Linked DNA regions of Mus musculus: region 2 is linked to region 1. The links are chromatin contacts, called in public Micro-C maps. All regions are on one chromosome and are shown on one strand. The core of a region is the stretch at or near the end of the contact, and the rest is flanking DNA. Distances in the headings are between cores, read along the strand shown.

What was found. A called contact is a pair of places that touch in the nucleus more often than the background predicts.
Region 2: a Micro-C map of embryonic stem cells shows a contact between it and region 1, with 2.6 times the contacts expected there. The contact joins the enhancer-like site here to the promoter of Mark1 in region 1. A contact is called at or near these places in 8 of 39 promoter capture datasets (the 3T3-L1 cell line, 3T3-L1-derived adipocytes, the HPC-7 cell line and 4 more), 4 of 484 Hi-C or Micro-C datasets (Sertoli cells, embryonic stem cells and nephron progenitors) and 3 of 115 datasets of contacts at active chromatin or transcription factors (all in embryonic stem cells).

The regions. Positions count from the first base shown.
Region 1 is chr1:184,995,452-185,002,541 of GRCm38.p6, reverse strand. It overlaps Mark1 (MAP/microtubule affinity regulating kinase 1), which reads left to right and starts at 2,993. Exons shown (of 18, transcript NM_145515.2): 1 at 2,993-3,120. The coding sequence starts at 3,070. It overlaps Gm39728 (a long non-coding RNA gene), which reads right to left and starts at 2,976. Exons shown (of 5, transcript XR_865821.3): 1 at 2,789-2,976.
Region 2 is chr1:185,101,908-185,108,997 of GRCm38.p6, reverse strand. It overlaps Gm34797 (a long non-coding RNA gene), which reads left to right. Exons shown (of 4, transcript XR_865824.2): 2 at 742-770. Among named protein-coding and RNA genes, the nearest start is that of Gm34797, 13 kb to the left of the region's middle. Within about 2 kb of position 3,472, at least 19 of the 459 cell types and tissues checked have an H3K27ac peak or open chromatin away from gene starts, as enhancers often do. A contact at or near this core is called in embryonic stem cells and trophoblast stem cells, where this site is marked.

The DNA.
Region 1 (7,090 bases), core at 1,744-4,243:
CAAGCGGGGAGGAGCCAAGAGTAGCTAGTGCTGCCAGTAGTGGCCAGTGTAGTTACAAAATTTCTTCCATGGGGCCATGGTTAACAGCACTCTTTAGCCGCCATCCATTTGGGTTTAGCACATTGTTGATCTCCATTTTTCTTGTTTTGGCAGAACCTCAATTTTCTTCTCAAACTTTTAAATCACTCTACCCCAGAAGCTTCTAAACTACACGTCACATTTTTTTAAATAGCCCCAAAGAGAATTGCTAGAAGCCTTAGAACATTCCCTCTGCCATTTTCACAAAGTCACAGTTATAAAAACCCATGTAGGAAAACGTTGCTTGTGGCATTTTCATTATTAAGGACTAGGGTTAAACAGTTTGACAACATCCCAACATCCCCTTATGCCGTTTTGCAGCAGAAGAGCACACAACTTTTTTTTTAATGGAGGTTTTGTTGTTTGTTTGTTTGTTTGTTTACCTATGAAAAGTGCATTTTTCACTATATACCAAACCTAGGACTGTGGGTGTTGCCATGAATTAAATGCTAGTTTTTAAAGGTAGAGTTATTTCTTGTCTATCTTACTCAATAGAATTATAATTCTGGGTTATTACAAATCATTCCCGAAGCCAGGCAGTGGTGGCACACACCTTTAATCCCAGCACTTGGGAGGCAGAGGCAGGCTGATTTCTGAGTTCGAGGCCAGCCTGGTCTACCCAGTGAGTTCCAGGACAGCCAGGGAAACCCTGTCTGGAAACAAACAAAAACAAAAAGAGAACAAGAAAAACAAAAATAACCATTCCCTTTGATGTAGCCCCTTTGCTAGGAAAGTTCCTTAGCAACAATATAACAATATAAAACTGGGTTCTTTAAATAATAACCACTCAATTCCAATTTCACTACTTGAGCAAAATGTAGCTAAGAGTTGTCTGTGTGGAAGCCACTGGGCTCAGATCCTAGGCTTCCCTTTGAGCTCTGTCTCTAATTAGCTCCATCTCTCACAGGGGTGAGCTCACGGTCTTGTGACTGGTACACCATTGAACACCCCCAGCCATTCCAGTTATCTTCTTCTGTGTCTCATTAGCCTGAGGTAGCTATGATCGTGAATAAGTCAAGTCAGAGGAATTTTGTGAAATGGAAATACCCATCAGGGTTACCAGAGGAATGAGGACAGGGGATAGCATGTGAATAGCCTTTGAAGAATGACATCTAAGCTACTGGTGGAAGCCTTGTTGCATGGGGGGAGCACCTTGCTTGCTTATTGCTAGGCTAATGCAGACATAGTTGGAACACAAGGGACTTCTGTGTTAGCAGGGGTGCTGAGTGCACAACCTCCAGCTGATGAGAAAAGTACAAACTCATGCTTCAGTATATCTCGGTGAACCCCGATTTCTGAAGGACTCTAAAAGTGTGCCATTCCCAGAGGCACACCATAATGCAGGCTGTGGCCTTGTCATTAGTTCCAAAGCCTAAGTGCTAGTTGAACAGTAGAGATGGCCACCAAAGTGGTCTTGGGATTTTCATTTGCTCTGTGGAATTGAGAAGTACTTACAACATAAGATGCTTGAGAAATAAATATGCAGCTCGTGTTCTAGAAGCGACTACATACGGTGTGTGTGTGTGTGTGTGTGTGTGTGTGTGTGTGTGTGTGTGTATTCCCTCAAGATATGGGTTTGCTATTTTTAGGTTCTTCTGGCCCATGTTTTAAGGGTCAAGTGTTAAGTTTTCAGAAACAACTTTTAATGAGTCAGGATAAAAACCATCTGGCACAGGAATTCTTCCTCAAATGGATGCATTTGGGAAAGAGGAGTTTCCCATCATCCCAAGATTCCCATTTGAGGTTGAAGAAAGAAAAGGAATAGGGAGATGGTAAAGTTTTATCCTAGAGGCCAAGTGTGCAAAATATCAGAGTAAGAATGACAACATTGCATGGGGACAAATATGCCCAGGACCTGGAGTGGCAGGTGGAGGGAAAGGCAAAGCAGCCTTTTGGAAGGAAGAGTTCCAGACAGACCACAGAGACAGCCTTCTTACTCTCTCTGAATAAGTAGCCTAAGTGACACTTCCTTGTATCCCAGGAAGTGACGATCAGCCACTGTAGACATCAAGTCTCACCCACTCCAGGGATGCTGTGGGGTGCGGGGAGCCCTCTTCCACATGCTTTCTGGGCCAGCTCCTTTCATGAGGCTTTTGTGCCTTTTGTCCACGCCTGCCCCTGAACAACACCTCAGGGCAGAAGGATGCTGAAGGAAGGCTCGAAGAAAACCAGGAATTAAACCAGAGGAGAATTTAAGGATGGGCCAAGTGGAGAGTAGGATGGATGGTACCCAATGCTCCCTCCAGTGAAACAAATAAAAAAATACATAAAAAAGGAGGAAGGAGGGGGATCGTTCTCTATTCGCACGAACCCCATGTGTCCCCAGTGCCGGTTTAAAAGCCACACAAGAATCAACATCAAATCGCAGGACGCCCGCCGGAGGTTCTGAGGGGACAGGCTGATCCGCGGGTGGGGCGAGTCACTAATGAAATCCGGCCCGGCGGGCGGAGGCGGCCCCGCATCCCTAATGAGGGAATGAATGGAGAGGCCCCTCGGCTGGCGCCCGCCCACCCGGCGGCGGCCGCCAAGAGCCTCGGGGCGCTGCGTGCCGTGCCGCGCCCGCCGCTCCGCGCGCACCGGCTCCGGCCGCCGAGGGCTCCGGCTGATCGCGGCGGGGACGGCGCGGAGCGGCGCGCGGGCTCGGGGCCGCGGGGCCCGGCGCGGATGCGGCAGCGGCGGCGGCGACGGCGGCGGCGGCGGCGGCGCTCACCTGAGGCGGCGTGCGGGAGGCGCTGTCAGGGCCGCGCTCGCCGGGCGCCGCGCTGAGGCAGCTCCGGGGCGCCCGCTCTCCACTCAGCCCGCCGCGGCCCTCCGCGCCCGACCGGCGTCCCCGCGGCTCGGTCCCCGCGTCCTCGCCCGCCTTCCCGCCCCGCGGCCTGCGGGAGCCGCGCGCTCCCCGGCGCGGCCTGCTCGCGCGCGCCCGCCCTCGCCGAAGCCCTCCGCGGCCCGCGACCCGCCGGACCCCCCGCTCGACCCCGCTGCCCGCGCAAGATGTCGGCGCGGACGCCATTGCCCACGGTGAACGAGCGGGACACGGAGAACGTGAGTCTCCCGAGCCTCCGGCGCGGCTACCTGGGCGAGCCCGGCCTGACCCCCTTCCCCGTCCTTCCCGTCCCTACGCGGGGAGCCCCGGGGCGGCCCTCTGCTCGGAGGGGGTCCTGCCTGAGGGGATGCGGAGGGTGATGGAGGGCAGAGGGTGGGCGTCCAGAGTGGCTTCGTGAGCACCCCAACATTCTGGTCGCGCCCCCAGCCCCCCACTCGAGTGAATGGATGCTTGCTTGGCTGCAGCCCACGAGCCAGCCGAACCTCTTACACCTCGGCTGTCCTGGGATCTTTCAGCCCTTTGCTTTTCTGGATTTTTTTGAGTCCTTTGCAAACATACACCCCACCCCACCCCCGCATTGCCCCATGACTTTGCTTTTTGTAACATCAGGTCCACATTGGGGGGTGGGGGGGGGCACGGGCACCTTAGGGATAAAGAGGGCAGTGAAGTAGAGGGGTGTGTGTGTGTGTGTGACTTTATGTCACTGCAATACTCTCAGTGAAGAGTGGAAGATTTCACTTACAGCTTCTGTAGCCCCAAGGTGAGAAAGAAAAGATTTAAGAACCCCAAGAAGCCAGCTGTCTTCTTCTCTTCCTCAATCCAGTGTTCGTGACTCAGGGACAGGTTTTAAGTACTTCTCCTCAGAGTGTCACAAGGCACATTTCTTTGAAGGCAGGATTTTTCTGTGTCTGATCAAATTGCCCTCAGGAGCTTCTTTGTTTAGTTTGGTTTGGTTTAATTTTTTTTTTTTTTTTTTTTTGTTTTTAAATCAAGATTGAGATGTTCACTCGCCGTATTTGAAGTCTAACAAAACCAAGAGAAAGGCCAATTGTAATTTCATCTTCTGAGACGGACGATTGTGTTTATATGTGTGTGCAGGTTCCTTTGCAGGAAAGGTGGCTTTCTGTCACTGTTGTTTTTAAAATTCTCCGCGACCTGCCAAGGGGCCCGGAGGCTCCAGAGGGTCTGGCCTGATTGCTGACAAGTTTTAAGGAACTAGGGGGTTCTAGGCTTTGCGTGGCCGACCAGAGAGCTCTCTGGGTGTCTACGCCCCTCATCGGTCCTCCAGTGCTTAATGTACCAGTGACTTCATAGGGATTGTAAAGTAAAAATACTCAAGTGCTTTGGTGTTCTGAGACAAAAGATAGGGGAGGAGAGACAGGCAGGCTCGCTTTTCGAAGGGGCAAATGAGGCACAAACATGGGTGTTTTATCTAGAGAGTAGGGTTTGCATGTACTATATTTATTTGAAGGGATAAGAACACAATTCTACAGAGACCATTGTTAGAAGAACTAGGAAATTGTATGGGAATGCTTTGTCCTCTCCTGTGTCCTACACTTGAAATGATGAAGACACCAGGGCTGTCACCACCGTCGTACCTTGTTGCTCAGTTTGCACCGTGACTGTTGTCTTAGAGATGACACGGCTGCATAATTTTCACTGAAAGGCTAAAGGAGGTTGGAGGAAAGGGTAAAGAATTTGGTGGCGGTAGGTTTTCAAAGGTAAAGATTTATTATTAAGAACATCCTGTCATTTAAGAGTGACCGTGAGGAGTCAAGCGGAAGATGACCTTTGTTTTAGGGTCAGAATTCTGTGTGTTAACCTAATGTGGAGAGGCCCCGTGGCTTGGTTGTGTCCTGGGGTTTGACGGCTCGGCCTCTTGTTTAGGCGTGTGTGGATAGGGCTCTTTATACAGACATGGGATGGCTTTATAGGAATAGGCAGCAAGGAATTGTACCCCACGCAGCTTCCCATGCAAGAGCAGAAGCACAGCCAAGGGCACTTTAGAGCCTAGCAGTCAGAGGTTGTACATCTCGTTGAACCTTCCGAGGACGGTTGTGCTGTGTAAACTCACGTGCTTTGTGTCTGAGCATGTTCTTTCAGAGCCTCTGCGTGGTCTTGTTTCTACTCTGGTACAACATAACTGTCCCTGCATTTAGCTTACTTTATCTACTATGTCCTGATTATCTCCTCGTTGCCGTGGAAAGCATCCCCTCTGCTGTGGCTGTTAATTAATCGATGAATATGCACTTAACTCTGATTTTGACCTGGAAGGGAACGCAGAAAGGCTTTAGACAAGGCCTCTCCCTACTCAGAGCTGACAGGAGATGTCAATGCAGTCCCAGGTAGTGTACAGTAGAAGACTGAGGATAGCTAGGGCTAAACTGGCTTTGTAAGTGTTCCAGGTGTTTATTGAAGAGGCCACCGCTGGAGGCTGTTAAATGACCACTGGAGTCTTAAATAGCATTATCCATGGTGCCTACCTGCCATCAGTGAAACAGAGTTACCAGTTGGTTTGTCAGTGCATGAATTAATGCCAGCACGGTAGCCAAAATGTGCATTTATTTGTAATCACACAGGACATTTTTAAAGTATAGCCATACTTACTAAGAATATCCATACAAAAATATTGACATATTTTAAAAATATCTATGAAAAAATGTTTACTTCGTGTGACTTTTAGATCTTTTTCTTGTAAAGATAGTAGCCAAAACACTATTACTCTTAGAAATTAAAATAAATAAATACAGTGATTACTAAACAGTATTATATTGATATTTGCAGGTAATATAAACATTTCTTAATCATAAAGTAAACATTGTATATCTATACGCATATACACACACATATATATATATATACGTATATATATATATATATATATATATATATATACGTATATATATATACACACACACACACATATACGTATATGTATGAGTGTATACACACACACACACACCATACAATTCCAGGAGTGTGTGACCCTGCTGTCTCACCTATGACTGTGTAGAGTAGAGACAGAGTTGTTCTTTGGGAACATTCAGTGTGGTCTTCCAGGAGTGCTCATAGATAAAGGTTTGTGTGTGCCTGGTTGACAGGCCTCAACTGAGTAAATATGACAGGAAACAGTGATTAACTCTTAAGGCAGTAAACACTGCGTAGTGAAGAAGAGACATGTTACAAAAGAATAGAATCCCTGTAAAATGCGTTTCACTTTATGTTGTAACGAGTAAGTCTAGGAAAATAAAAATGTTTGAAAGACTTGTTTTTCTTCTCTTCTTTTTTTTTTTTTTATTTTATTATCAGGCCATTCTTGGATAGTGCCAGTATCGATATAGGAGTTATACTAAAATATATTACTAAATATGTCTCTTTCTTCAATGAAACAATTTTGTAGGTGTTTTGGAAAACCTTTGCTGACACTCCTGCTGGTGGGTCAGCAATGCCCCGGCTGATTTTCTGTATTGAAAAACAAGGCTGTATTCCTTATTAGAGATCAGCATGAGGGATTTTAATGTGTTTATTTCTTGGGATGTCTTAAAATTATAAATTTGGCTAAGTTCAAAAGCCTTTAATAAACTTCTTATTTCATGTGGCAACTGTACCAAGCTGTTCTAGTAACTTAGGACGGCCGTCTTTAGGTGTAGATGGAAAAGCAAGTGGGTTGCATGCTTTTACACTCCCCTTGGCTCTGCTCCCTGCGTGAGTTCTTGTACCTGTTGTGTGGCGGTGCACTCATTGCCTGGTCTGTCTCCCGTGCTGTCAATGCGGTAACATTCCCTCCTGAGTCAGTACAATTATCACCAGAGCACATGTGTGATATATGCAAAGGTAGCCATTACATATACCACCCAAGGCTGAAGGCTTCAGACCTGCTCAAGGTCACACAGGTTTCTGAACTCTTAAACTGTTGCTCTTGCTCTTAGGAGGTGGTTTATTTGGTTTGGGCTTAGAGCTGTAAGATGAACACATGTGTACCTTACGGAGGAAGAACGGGCTATGCTTTTATTCACTCCTTCAGTCTCCTGGAGTCCCTGCCCTTTCCCCCTTATCAAACACTTACCAATCCTTTGTGGCTTGGCTTGCTGGCATTTGACAAGACCTCTGAGGTGGCTGCTTTTGTAGCTGAGCCCTGGTCAGAGTCAAATCTCCAGAGTGGGTGCCCAGACAGTCCACTGGGGAAGG
Region 2 (7,090 bases), core at 2,223-4,722, 110 kb before region 1:
TCCATGGTGATAATGCCCATGGTGACAATGCCCGTGGTGATAATGCCAATGGTGACAATGACCATGGTGACAATGTCCATGGTGACAATGTTCATGGTGACAATATCCCTGATGACAATGCCCATGGTGATAATGCCAATGGTGACAATGCCCATGGTGACAATATCCCTGATGACAATGCCCATGGTGATAATGCCAATGGTGACAATGCCCATGGTGACAATGTCCATGGTGACAATGTTCATGGTGACAATATCCCTGATGACAACACCCATGGTGATAATGCCCATGATGACAATGCCCATGGTGACAATGTCCATGATGACAATATTCATGGTACTTTCTGAGTAATGTGCTCCTATGACATCAGAGAGCAGCAGCATATATGCATGACCCATAAGCCAACCACGAGATCAACATCACACGTGTTCTGGCCAAAGGACACTTGACTGAACCTCTCAAAACCTCTGAGATGAGAAACAGCCTGAAGATTTATGTCCCCCAAGCCCGGTGTGACATGACCTTCTAGATGGCTTCTTGCAGTAAGAAAGTGACATTTAAGAAAAAAAATAAAACGTCAACTTTAGTTGACAAAAGTGTAGGGTTCCCGACTGTCAGAGAGATATCATGGCAGGTGTGCAAGTGCAGGCTTCAGTATTTTTCAATGAATCTAAACAATAGGTGAGGATTTCATTCTACAAAATCAAACGCCTCACTTCCCTAATTCTCTCTCCTTTTTAGGCGCATGCTTCTCTTCAGCCAGCACTTCGGTAAGTATGACCCATGACACCCCCGAAGCACTGGAATCAAGTCTGTGGAGAAAAAGAAGGCAGAGAGCGGAGGACCTGGCTTGGGGAGCCTCCCTCTGGGCTCTATTCTCCTGTGACTTATCCAGAGGACCTCAGTTTTCTCACAGAACAGAGAATGGGAGGTTGGGGTGAATGAACAGTAAGAATTCACTTTGCTTGAAGTCCAGGCTATCCCTTGATCAGTTATCTCACAAGAGATAACTCAAGTCTGATAGTCTATGGTGTCTGGGGAGTCGTTCCCTCATTATGGGGGAGCTCCATTTAAACACCTTTTATATATGTATACGCATGTATTTGAAGAAGCTTCTAGGGTTCCATGTGCACTTCCAGGGGTAGGTCATGTTAATCCATGTGCACTTCCAGGGGTAGGTAGGTCATGTTAATTATCCTCCCTCTGCTCATCCTTCTACCCTGCCCTTCCACCCACCCAACCCTGTTTTACCCTTCCTGTCCGTTATTCCCTTTCTGCTTCTATACTGCCACATTCTATTCCCCTTCCTTTGATGTTTTCCCACCCAATGGCCCTCCCATAGGCACTCCAATTTAAACACACATATTTAAAGATTCACATGTATGATCTATTTATGGAAGAGCTCAACATGATGCTGAATGAAGAAAAACTCAAAACACTAAAATCAGGAATAGGACAAGGATATCCCTACTCTCCTGGTCAACATAGCACTTGAAGTCTTAGCTAGAGAATTAGACAGAAGAAGATAAAGGCTCTACAAATAAGAAAGGGAAAGCCAAAGTATTCTTATTTACAAAGGATATGACTTCATACAGTAAAGAATCTAATGGCTATACAGGCAAGATGAAGTTTTCCTATTAGGACATTCCAACTAGATACAAACATGACTGAAAAGACCCAGCCATGACCAATATCTTCTTTATAAGAAGAGACATAGAAAGACAGCTCTCTAGGGATGTGAGACCATCCAGTAATTTGTTAAAGCCTGGCACAGTTTACTTGTTTCCCTATCTCCTGATTACCTGATTGACAAATACATTGCCTTCAAGTCACACAGTGAGGAGCCGAGCTGAGTGAGATTCAAACCCAGGAAGGCAACCCAGGTCCCAGAGGTCACTACTGCAGACTCATGTCACACTGAACACTGTGTTGTAAAGGATTCAAGTATCAAATTTTACAGCCAGGGCAAGACTTCAGAAGGCACGGCATCAGCAATGCAGAATATTCAGACACTTGCCATAGGTGCCACGGGCTTGTCTGAAAGGACAGAGGAAGAGTACACAGCAAGGATGGGTACAAAGGAGAGTCCCCAAGCTACAGTCATTATCACCACTAGAAGCCATTTTGAAGGCTACTTTGAGCCATTGTCTCTGTGACCAGCATGTAACCTGTAGGGCCTCCCATCTGAAAAGCAAGTCTTTATAAATGCCCTGAGCTTGCCAAGGGTGGGTGGGTGGTGAATGCCTTTAGTCCCAGCACTCTGGAAGGAGCGAGGAGGGGGGAGGGGGAGGGGGAGGGAGAGGGGTGAGGGGGAGGGGGAGGGAGAGGGAGAGGGAGAGGGAGAGGGAGAGGGAGAGGGAGAGAGAGGGGGGGTATGGATGAGTTTGAGGCCAACCTGGTCTAGAGAGTGAGTTCCAGGACAGCCAGGGCTACACAGAGAAACAGTGTCTGGAAAACACCAAGACAAAACCAAATGCCCTGAGCTGTGTCAGGTGAGGAAGGAAGAGAGACTGGAAGTGAAGAGAAAAGAAACCTGGAAAGATCAAGGAGCTGGGACAGAGTTCACCACACATTCCAGTTGGGTCCCACTTCCTGCTGTCATGAAACCACGAGACATTAGAATAGTCTGAGCTACTGTGACTTCTGAGAGACCCTTCCTCTAGGCCCTATGACTGGGCCTCACACCTGACTCTATTACAGGGGAGGGGCAAGGACACAGAGCGCTAAGACAATGTGCTTTCAGGCCAAGCTAACTGGGGATCGAATTTCTTTTCTGCCTTGCTCTAAGCTCCATGATATTGGGGAATCAGGACAATACCAGCTACATTGGAGTGTGTGTGTGTGTGTGTGTGTGTGTGTGTGTGTGTGTCTGTGTGTGCTCATGCATGTGAAAAATAAACACCAAGAACAACTGTAATATTGTAATAATATTTGGACACTAGTATTTGATAATTATAATTATTTTCTTTGTCTTGAGGCTGGTTTTTCTTTGTATACTTTATCAATGTACCTTTAGAAGGAGTGTCTAAATAATGCTTTGATACTGTGTCAATTATGGATACACACCACACACACACACTTATATCCACACTCAAATAGACACATCACACACTCTCATACACATTCATGAACACCATACACACACAGATACATCACACACTCACACACTCACACACACACACACACACACACACACACACACTCACACAGCACAGTGCTTCATATTTCACACGCTTCTGAAGAGGCATGACATACTAAATAAAGCTAGGAGTCCCTGTAAGCTTAAGTTCACAAGTGGTTAGGATGTGGGTCAGGTGCCTGGGCCCTAGTGTTGGCAGCTGTTGGGCAGAACTGTGGAGGTGAGATGCTTTCTGGGGCAGTCCAAAGGGGTAAGGGGGAGGCAAGGTGACAGAAAGCATGGAAGGCAAACCTAGACAGAGCAGGTTGCATTTGAAATCTAGGAGCCACGTGTAAGACTCCGCCCCAAACTGCATTGGCCTTAAAGGGTAACAGACAAGCTGATCTTGTGGATGGGAGGGAGGGAGACAGAATTTCTGGGCTAATTTTAAGAATGCAAGTGAATTTCCTGTGCCTCTATAGGCTAGTGGATGTGTGAATGAGTGGGTGTGAATTAAAGACCTTGCAGTGAGAGTGGCATTAATGGTGGCTTCCATACACTAGATCTCCTTCCTCATTCTGCAGGGCCTGTGTGAAGTTATACCTAAAACTGGCAAGGCCTAAGAGAGGATCCAGCTGTGGGAAGTCTAAGGCCCTGAGCTCCCCAAGGGCTCTGTACTTGTGTTGTGGATAGCCCTGGGGTCCCTTGTATTTTGATGCTAATTCCGCTCTCTTGGGAGGGGCTGCAAATGAGGAATGAGTTACATACTCAGGTGACTTCTGTGAACCATCCCCTAATGAAAGAAGGAGCCAATCACTGGGCGAGTAGGCGGGACTTCCAGGACTTCCTTTCAGAACAGAGGAAGAGATGAAGCCGGAGAGAGTTAGGCCCTTTTGGACAGGGATAGGGTGAGGACAAGATGTAGCTACAAGTGTCTTCTGGTTTCAATGGCAGATCCATCTGGATTCGCTACCCGACGAGGATTTAGATTTAATAAGGCTTATGAGATTAGGATTTTAGTTGTTGCACCCAGTGATTGAGTTACTGTCGTTTCTGAACTAAGTTTGTGTGTTTTCCTTCTGGGTTCAAGAGAGAAAGGTACGGCGGCAAAGGCTGTGAGGGCTTTGAAACATTGGCCTGGCATGATAACAGCCCACCAGTGGGAACTTAGCAAGCTAGGTGGAGAGATTTTGGAATTCTGAGTCAGTCTCCATGAGATAATAACAGGTCGGCTATTGCCCACCAGTGCAATGGTGCTGAGAGCTGCAACGGCCAGGCTGCTGGGGCAGAAAGTTGCAGGCATAAGCACCACGCGAATGTGCCCGTTCAGTTTTAATACTCCCCGCAACATATGTGATGGCTACAGAGCTTCTGTGGCTATGGGCTGAGATGACTGTGTGCTGGCTCCTGGGCAGTACATCTCTGTGTTCTCATTCCCTTCCAGGGCAGAGCCTTGCCAAGGGTGGACAGACTTCTCCTACTGCCCGTCTGAGAAGATGCCTCTAGTTATGCAGGTCTAGAAACTGGGTGTCAAGGATACCTGCATTCAGTCTTGGTGGTTTCTTCTCTTTGTTTGCTTCTTCTCCTTTGAGGCCATGCCACTCACACCACATCCATTTCCCCTCAGTACTGAGTAACATAAAAACCAGGTCTAGGACACGGAACTTAAGAGCTTAGATAGTTCATTCTAGTGAATGCTTAACCCAGATACATTCAACTAGAACTTTGTTAGTAAATCCAGGCTCGTTACTCTAAGTGGGGTATTTGTTTTACTATTCAATCTGCGTTTGCAGGTCACTTCTCCATGATTGCCCTAGTTAGCATTAACTGTCAACTTGACACAGTCCAGAGTCACCTGAGAAGGATGTCGCAATTGAGAGATTGCCGAGATCTGCTCAGCCTGTAGGTGTAACTCAGTGGAATTGTCTTGATGGCTGTAGAGGATACAGAATACTATGTGTAGCACAGTTCCTTGGACAGGTAGTCCTGTGCTGGATAAGAAATTTATGTGGGGGGCCAGGGGTGCTGAAGAGATGTCTCTGCAGTTAAGAGCACTTGCTGCTCTGGCAGAGAACCCAGACTCAAGTGGCTCACAACTGCCTGTAACTCTAGTATCAGGGGCTCCAATGCCCTCTGGCTTCTGCAGGCACTTGTAAACATGTGGTGTGTATAAACTAACGCATACACATACACACACACACACACACACACACACGAGAGAGAGAGAGAGAGAGAGAGAGAGAGAGAGAGAGAGAGAGAGAGAGGGGCTAACCACGAGATGGAATTAGCAAGCAGTGTTTCTTCAGTTCTGGCTTGAGCTCTGCCCTGATTTCCCTCAATGATGGGCTGAGACCTGAAAGCTGAGAGAAATCTTTTTCTCCCCTCAGTTGATTTTACCCTGAGTGTTTTCTCACAGTGGCAGGATGAAACTAGGACAGTTATCAAACACAAACTGATGAGAGGCGTATTTGCACTTTTCCCCATCTTGTTTCCATAAGGATACAAATTATGCTTCTCTCTAAAATAAAAGAAACTTGCCATGATTTTATGCACTGACAAAGGAGATATATATATATATATATATATATATATATGGATTTCCACACATACATGCATACATACATTACAGATTTCAAATACATTCTGTATGAGAACTTAGAAATACTGACATCTGGAGGAACCTGCCCTCACTTTTATCACAAAAATACAATGATAAGAATACTAATCATTCATAACCAAGGAAAGACAGGAAGTGATAAGTCTAAGTAGATGTTGAAACAGAGTGAAGGTTTAGCTGGTTCCAACTCTTTCCTGTTGTCCATGTAGTCTCATCCTGTAGAGGCACAGCATACATACATATACTCAGCCTGGATAGGAACTGACGACCCATCACAGGAAAGATTTGGCCAAAGTAGCCAAAGCAACTTGGTGAACTAGTTGGCCCCTGGAGTTACAGGAGCAGGGACAACTCAAAGGCAGCTACATCACTGACAAGCTAACTCCAGCCTAGGTGACACCCCATGAAGCTGCATCCTGAAGTTCTTGGCATGACTTACAGACAGTTCCACAAGTCAGAGAATCTCCTCACAGCAGCTTGGCCTTCTGGCTTCCTCATGGTGGTTGCTTACTGCTTCCATACCTTATAAGTTTCTGAAACTTCCTGAGACTTGTGAGTTGTATTATGTATTATGAACCACCTAAGTGGTCATGAACCTAAGTTGATATGTATTATGTACCACCTCTCCTAAGTATTATGTATTATAAACCACTTCTCTCCCTCATTAAGGGAAGATCACAACCTGGAGGAAACTGTGACACACTACCAATGAATCAATGAGAACTTTTCTAAATACAAACTGTTTGGATTTATTTACATATTGAGTAAAAAAAAAAAAGGGATCCCACTACAGTAGAGTAGCATAGGCTTTGGTGCTCTCATGGTAAGAATTAAAATAAATAAATGAATATATTTTATATTTTTAAATAAAGATATAAACTCATACACATGTATATGAATTTGTATTTTAAATAAGTATCTATTTTAGAACTGTCTTTAAGATTGAGAAGAGGAGCAAGAAAGATGAGCTAAGTATTTCTAGTGTTTTTCTACCATATTGAATTCATAGCCCTGGATTATATAGGCAGCATAAACATAGAATAAACAAGTGAAGAGAAGGCAGGCTGGATGAGTAGGAGACTGGAGAAATGACACAGTTATGCTTTCTATATCTCAGACTTGGAGCTTGCCACCAGGTACAAACAAAACTGAATAAATAGATAAAGGCCCCAACAAAGACCTAGACTCTTCCTGAAAGACCAGGAAGGTTGGTTTAGTAAGACAAAGACTTTCTGATAAAAATTGCTCTCTCCAGCCAAGACTACTGAAAACTAGGACTTCTACCCACTTCCACCCAGCAGAAGGCTACATTCTCACAAGACAAGCTGTACTGAGGTGCTGTGTCCCTCACCCAC